Regions from separate parts of the Sus scrofa genome. Here region 1 is linked to region 2. The links are chromatin contacts, called in public HiChIP or PLAC-seq maps. All regions are on one chromosome and are shown on one strand. Each heading gives the region's core, a stretch centred on a gene start, on an enhancer-like site or on the middle of the called end of the contact. The rest is flanking DNA. Distances are from core to core; before and after follow the strand shown. Region 1 holds the start of ZSWIM4 (zinc finger SWIM domain-containing protein 4). Region 2 holds the start of GIPC1 (PDZ domain-containing protein GIPC1).

Region 1 (3,841 bases), core at 563-3,062, 560 kb after region 2:
CCCTCCCCACCCCCCTCCTCAGTCACCTGCTCGAAGGCCCAACTCTCGGCTACTCGCTTGGCGCTGAGGTCCAGCAGCGCCTCGGGTCGGCCCCGGCCGCGCACGGTCGCGACCCCGGCGTTGCGCTCCTCCGGTCCTGCGGGGCAGCCCCGGCTCCGCTTGGCCGCTGGGGGGTCCATCCGGCCGGGCCGGGCCGGGGCGGGGCCTGTTCGAGGGGGTCGGTCTGATGCTTGCTCCTCTTCGCCCGCTCCCGCGACCCCTGCCTCTCTTCTTGTCCTTCGTCCGCGCTCTGCTGACCCCGGACTCCCGCCGCACCCACCCCCGCCCCCGCACCGGGCCGGCGGGGTGCTGCGGCCCCTTTAAGACTCTTCACAACAATGAAGCTGCCTCGGCCGCCGCTTTATGCTCCGCCATCGTCCCGCCTCCGTCGCCAGTCCCCATTGGCACTCCCTTCGGCCTCCGAGGCTCTCATCCACCATTGGCTGCACCTCCATACCCGTCTCCAACTCCTCGCTCATCATTCGTTTCATGAGCTGCCTGTCTTTTCGGAACAACCCATTCAGAGCGCTCAGCGAGCGGCGCTGTCAATCACCGGGCACCGAAGACCAATCACAGTGGGAGGACCCCCTGCAGGGCCGGCCTGAAGCGGAGTTTCGGGGCGGGTCCTGGGTTCATTCACAACATTCTTTCCCCGCCCCCCCGGGGCTGGACAGCGCTCCCCGGGCAGCTGGGGCTGAGCCCACACACGGCTTTGTTTACTGAGGGTCGCTTCCGGGCCCCGCGAGGGGACAATCAACACGGCTCGGCCCGGGAGCGAGACAGAGCGGCGGGATCCCCGGGACAGCGGCTCAGCCCCTCCTCCCCCTGGACTGTGTGAGGTTAAAAACTCAGGCTCTCTGGGCGCCAGGTCAAGTTTTGAGGCTTTGCGAGACTTGAGGGATCACATGCCCTTTGGCGGAGCTCTTGGAGGCCATAGATCCCTTCTCTAGAAATAGAGCCCAATTCAAGCCCGTCCTTGAGCCCCAAGTTAAGAATCCCCAATCCATTCTTTGCCCTAAATATTACGTTGAGTCATATGAAATTACTGATTTTTCAATCATTTTTGATACACTAAATGGCATTTTCATTAGGTTTAACGTAATAAATGTCAAAGCTGACCACTTCTAATTGCTTTTTTCTGATTCACCTTGTCTGGGTCATATCTCTGACCATGACATGGGTGGTGGTCATCATACCTTATCCCCAGCGCACTCCCCCTACAGTTCTCCCTCTCCAGGTCCTTAGAGAACCCAAAGTTTCCTTGCCACTCTTCTCTCCATTACCGTTATTTTTCTTTATTTTAGAAGTTGTTTATTTTCTGTCTCTCCCCTCTCCATGGTGAGCTTCAAGATGCCGTAGTTTGTCTAACTGGTGCACTGCTTTACCGCTATCACCTGATCAGCTCCGGCCATAGAGCAGTCAATCTATATATAAATTATTGACTGAACCAACTCCAGCTTTGCTCCCATTCCACTGAAATGTCTACAGAGCAGGAAAAACTCAAGTGGCCTGATTGCCACCCCCTGCCCCACCCCATATGGAAAATCTGGCTTTTTCCTTCCAGGAATTTCCAGTTTCACAGCTGCACTTTCTGGCCAGTTCCCAACTCCCTCCCACCTGCACTGTCCAGTATGGTCACCACTGGCTACAAGTGGTCTTTGAGTCCTTGAAATGGGGCTGACCTGAATTGGGCTCTGCTATAAATGTAAAACACATTGGATTTTGGAGACATAGTAGGCACAAAAGAAGGCAAAATATCTCATTAAGAATTTTTATTTTTTGGAGTTCCCGTCGTGGCGCAGTGGTTAACGAATCCGACTAGGAACCATGAGGTTGCAGGTTCGGTCCCTGCCCTTGCTCAGTGGGTTAACGATCCGGCGTTGCCGCGAGCTGTGGTATAGGTTGCAGAGGGGCCTCGGATCCCGTGTTGCTGTGGCTCTGGCGTAGGCCAGTGGCTACAGCTCCGATTTGACCCCTAGCCTGGGAACCTCCTTATGCCGTGAGAGCGGCCCAAAGAAATAGCAAAAAGGCAAAAAAAAAAAAAAAAAAAAAAAAAAAAGAATTTTTATTTTGGGAGTTCCCATTGTGGCACAGCGGAAACAAATCCAACTAGGAGACATGAGGTTTCTGGTTCGATCCCTGGCCTTGCTCAGTGGGTTAAGGATCCGGTGTTGCTGTGAGCTGTGTGTAGGTCGAAGATGCAGCTGGGATCTGGTGTTGCTGTGACTGTGGCGTCGGCCGGTGGCAACAGCTCTGATTAGACGGAGCTCTTGGAGGCCATAGAGAACCTCCATATGTCGCGGGTGCAGCCCTAGAAAAGACAAAGAGAAAGAAAGAAAAATGGGGATGGTTGTCTCCATTTCTCAGATGAGGAAACTGAGGCTTAGAGAGGTGGAGTCTTTGCCTAAGCTCACCCAGACTGGGAAACTTGAGACCTATTAGAACTTGTCCTTTCTTTACTTTTCTTTCTTTGTTTTTTAGGGCCACATCTGCGGCATGTGGAAGTTCCTGTTAGGGGTTGAATTGGAGCAGCGGCAGCTGAGGACCTACACTACAGCCACAGCAACACGAGCCAGGATCTGAGCTGCATTTGCAAACTACACACCAGCTTGCAGCAACGCAGGATCCTTAACCCACTGAGTGAGGCCAGAGATGGAACCCTCATCCTCATGGATACTAGTCAGGTTCTTAACCAGCTGAGCCACAACAGGAACTCCCTAGAGTGTGCCTTTCTTGCAAGGATTTGAAGCAAAGATAAACTTATGGGGAAGGAGGGATGGGTGGAGGGAGAATTTCAGCAAAACAAGTCTTGCAGGTGTTTCTCTGGCAAACAGGACCCAGGGTCTGGCTTTTCCAGGTGGGCTCCTTGAGCATCTAGTATGTGCCTGGTCCTTATCCCTGAGGATGCTTCAGTGGGTGTCCTGAAATGGTGAAGCAGAGAAGGCACTCCAGGCTGGTGGAACAGAGGGTGTTTAGGAGAAACAGAGAATGGATCATCACATAGTGAGGCTGTTTTCTTTTATTCTCTAACAGTAGATACTAATATTGTCATCATCCTCATATCATGGATGAGAAAACTGAGGCACAGAAAAGTCAGATGACTTTACCAAGGTCCGGGGCAGGAGAGGGTAGGGCCGGCATTCAAGCCCTGGTGGGCAGGCTGGTCTTGTCACCTTGGCTGGGGATCAAATGTGAAGTTTGGGAAATACCAAGATTCTATTCAGAGCCCCAGATTTTACAGAGGAGGGGAATGAGGTCCAGAGAGGGTCAGAGAGTTGCCCAAGGCCACACAGTGATCTCTGGAGAATGTGAGAAGTCAGCCCCCTGGGAAAATGGGGGTGCCTCCAGGATGAAGCCTCCAGGCCTATTTCAAGTCTGCCCTCCTCATAACAGTCCTTTTAAGAAAGAGAGGTTGAGAGGGAGATTCCAGCTACCCCACAAGTCCTCGCTGCTCAGTGCAGCCAGTTTGAGCTTCAGGGAAATGGAACCACATTTATCCGGCCCGCCGCCGTGAGCTCACTGTCTAGGCATCCACAGCTCCTGACCCCAAACCCACGTGTCCTTGAGACCCACGGGAAACGGGGAGACCCTGGAGACTCACATGATGGAGGACACAGCCCTCGGCTCTGTGGCCACCCTCTGCTAGCCCCCTGCAGCACCTCAATGCCCCTGTTGACTCAGGCAGGAAACCAGCCGGGGCAGTTTCGCTTCCTGGTCCCAACACAGCCCCTCTGGCCTGCCCAGCTGGCGAGATTTGTTTCTTATGTTTCTTTTCTTCCCTTCTGGAACACAAGTTCATGGG
Region 2 (3,830 bases), core at 272-2,771:
CATAGTGAGTTTCATCAGCAATGATGTTAACTTTGATCACTCCTTAAGGTGGTGACTCTCAGGTTTCTCCACTGTGTTTTTCCAAGGTACCTTTTTGCCACTGAAATTAACAAGTAATCTGTGGGCTGGTCCTTTGAGACTGAATACCCACTTCTCCATCGACAAGCATTGCCTGAATCAATCATTCCTCTGTTTGTTGCAAAATGGTGATTTTTTTCAAACACAGCATTTGCTTTTTCATGTCTTAGTTGGCATTCCAGAATTATTTCCCCACCCCCACCCCCTAAAAGGGGCAGAGGTAGCACTCAAATCTGACCTCCTCACCCACTGAGCCTCCTAGCTTCTTGAGCTATAAAATCAAGTATGTTGTGGTCTCTGCACGTGGGTGGAAAAGTAATTTTCTAAATTTAAAGCAAGGTGTAGAAAAGACAAGTATATTGAAGCAAGAGACACTGTTAACACATCAGGTCGACTTCCTGATATTCAGGGAGAGCAGACCCTGGGGGCATGGTTGTGTCTGTTTTTATAGCCCAAAGACAAAGAAGCGGTCTTGCCATACACCTGAGGACCTAGTGATTGGTTGGAGAAGAATGAGGTCTTCTGATACACTTGCTGGTTGGTTGGGGAAAGACAGGGTCTTTGGATACACCTGCTGGTAGTTTGGGGCCATATGTTGCCCCTAAAGGGGTGGGGTAAGGAGTGGGCTACATACCTTTTCTAGTGGGGGGCAGGAAGGAGTAGGCCAGGTTGATCAAGGGGAAGAGGTGAGGAGTGGGCCACATACCTTTCCTAGTAGGGAGCAAGAAGTAGGCCAAGTTGCTGGGGTGGGGAGGTCCTTACGAACATTGTAACAGTTACAGTGAGACAGGTGGGATGATAAGGGTTTGGTAATTCTTATCTTGGCTGGAGGCTTTTTGAATTTTATTTCCTTGGAGAAACTTTGAAGTCCCACAAAGTAGGAAGGAGATGCCCCGTGTTGCTCTGTGCCCCTGCCCTCACCCCTCCCTGGGCACTTCTTCATCAACAGGTAGAATCATGTGGATTCCGCTCAGGACTCTGCTGTGCCCACAGCCCACATACTGTCCTCTCCAGGTGTTTAGGAAGCAGCTTAGATGCCAGGCATAAGCAGGGCAGTGGACACAGTCCCAGAGAGGGCACAGGCCTAGCCAGAGGCAACTGATCGCTCAGTGGGCGTGGCAGAGGTCAGCAGAACAGGAAGAGAAGGACATTAGCTGTCCCTGTTGCCTCTGCAGTCTCGGTATTTGCCAGCTGGGTGGGGCTGCCTGGGCAGACCTCAGCAGCTAAGTCCAGGGCTCAAGCTCCCTTTTTACTTTGTCCTTCTGCAGGCCCTAGCAGGGCTGGAACGCTCAGCATCTCATCCAGGGAACTGCAAAGAGCCAATCGTTCAATGAGGGTTGAGAAGTTAGGTCTCCAAGAACTACAATTCCCAGAACACACAGTGAACTACGGTCCAGCCCCAGCTGCCTGAGTGGCTGGCTTGTTCCTGGAACAAGGGAATCTCACCTGTCCTGGGAACTGAGCTTCCTGGCCTGGGCAAGTTGTGTTGGTATCTTTGTTTCTTGGACCTGCTCCTGCCTGAGAAATCCTGGTTACAAGCCAAACCTGGAGATGGTGAGATTACCCAGTTCTTTTACCTACACATATGTACGGAGACCCTGCTCTGTGCCAGTCTGGGGCTGGAGGTGGGGGTAGGGAGGCGGAGAACAGTCAGATGTAAGAAACTGAGGACAGAGGCTTGGGTTGGCTGGGTATCCCTTTGTAATCCAGCACATAGTATGTGCTCAATAAATATTCGCTGGTCAACCAACGAGCGAACAGGGCATCTTGCCCTTTCACCCTGCTTTGCTAGCTCCTACAGTACTGTACTCTCCTAAAGCGTGCTGTATCTTTCTGTCCGCCCTCTAAGTCTTTGCACGCGCTGTTCCTTCTACCAGGAGCACATTCTTTCAGCTTACTCATCAGTGTGTCTGTAGAGATAGGACAGAGACTGGCACGGACCAGGGGCACATTAAATATTTGATAAGTGGATGAATGAATGAATGCCCTTGTCCATTGTCCATCCAAGATGCAGGGACACTCGGGACCCTCCCTATTCATCTCAGTCTCCCGCCTGCCCGCTCGGAATGAATGCGTGTTTTTATCCACCCCGAGGATGGCCACGCAGGGGCAGGGGCAGGCCGGGCGGAGGACTGGATCTGAAGCTGCCCTTGGCTCCCTCCCGGATTTCCTAGCGGGTCCGTTTTCTGGACTTCGGCAGTTTTCATCCTCTCTGCGAAACTCAGTCTCGGTCTCCTGACTCCCAAGACTAGCCCCCAGCTTCTTACCAGCCACAGCACCCCACCCGGACACTCAGCGAACAGCACGTGGTCCAGGAGTCCCAGCTTTCCATTGGCCACTGGCCTCCTTCCTTCTCTGAGATTGGCCGGGGCCCAGCCGCAGCTCCCCCCTCCGCAGCCTTGCGGTGGTACAGCCCGCCGCGGCTTAGGAGGGGCGGGAAGATCCAATGCTCCGTGGCGCGGGGGAGGTGTCGTGAAGAGCCGGGCGAGGCTCAGGGATCCCTCTGGAATGTTTCCTTCGGTTCCACCCGGAGCGGGGGGCGTGGAGCCGATTGGCCGCGAACGCCGAGCGGCCGCTCCTGATTGGCCGGACGCGGGCACAGGCCCCGCCCCCTGGCTGTGCTGCTGGAGAGGCCCGGGCCAGAGTTTGCCGAGGGCCAAGCAGGGCGCGCGCTGGGAGGCGGCAATGCAGGTGAGTGTCCCCTGCGGGCGGTGCGCATCGCGGCGGCTCGAGGGACCCTAGCGCGGATCCGTGGGATCGCAGATCCACGGGGATCTGGCAGGTCCTACGAGGTAGGGCCGGCCCTATGGAACGAGGCTGGAGGTCTAGACTAAGCCAGGGGGTGCCGGAGGCCCCTCCCCAGCGGGCCGCCTGCCTTCCTGCCGGAGGAAGGAGTAAATGCCTCCCGCCGCCGGGATGGGCTCTCCAGCCGCATCCCACCTCCCTGCACTCTGGACAGTTCCCGTCCCAGAGGGGACAGGAGCGGGATCGGTATTTCTGAGCCCTGCCTGGGCAACTCTCCACAGCTGGCCTTTCTCAATCTTCCTGGGCCTAAGGAGGCTTGGGGAGGACCGAGGTCCCGATAAAAATAATGAAAATAAATAACCCGGCTAGCATTTATTGAGCACTTCCGTGTCAGCTATTTACCATGCCATATTTACCATTGAATCTAAACACCTCATGGAAGGTGCTGTTGCTTCTTTCGGAGCTGAAGCGGTAGACCCAGAGAGCTAGAGTGACTTGCCCAAGATCACACAGCTAGTGAGTGGCAAATCTGGGACTCAAACCCATGCCTTAGAGTCCAGAACAGGAGTCTCAACCACTAGACTAGATGCCCAGTGGTTCCAAGGCTCAGGTGTTTCTGACCAGCTCCTCCCACTCTACCCCCTCCAACCAGACATGCCATCTGGGCCACACCCGCTGGTCTTTGCTTTCACCAGCTGCTCAAACAGGAAGCTGCCCTCATGTCCCTTCTCCCCTAAACTGGAAAAGGCAAGGACAAAATATCAGGGTCTTGAGAAGAAAGTGACATCTGAAGGAGAGGTAGATGGGGGTGGGGGAGGCAGCACGGTGGGGTCCTGTGCCTGCTAGGCCCTCCTGGGAAGCCTGGGCCCAGGACAGTAGGCGTTCTCCCCGGAAACACCCAGGAGCCGGTTTTTCAAGACTGAATCAGAGGCCTCCCGGCTTCCTCTCCCAAGCAATACCCTGCTGAAAAGGGGAGCCTGGGTGTGGTGTTTCCCCACCACCCCCTA

What was found. HiChIP or PLAC-seq counts read pairs in DNA pulled down with a chosen protein or histone mark.
Region 1: an H3K27ac HiChIP or PLAC-seq map of alveolar macrophages shows a contact between it and region 2. The contact joins the promoter of ZSWIM4 here to the promoter of GIPC1 in region 2. A contact is called at or near these places in 1 of 47 Hi-C or Micro-C datasets (heart right ventricle) and 1 of 2 datasets of contacts at active chromatin or transcription factors (alveolar macrophages).

The regions. Positions count from the first base shown.
Region 1 is chr2:65,335,153-65,338,993 of Sscrofa11.1, forward strand. ZSWIM4 (zinc finger SWIM domain-containing protein 4) reads right to left here and starts at 1,813. Exons shown (of 14, transcript XM_005661247.3): 1 at 27-1,813. The coding sequence starts at 179.
Region 2 is chr2:64,778,926-64,782,755 of Sscrofa11.1, forward strand. It overlaps GIPC1 (PDZ domain-containing protein GIPC1), which reads left to right and starts at 1,522. Exons shown (of 9, transcript XM_021083696.1): 1 at 1,522-1,632.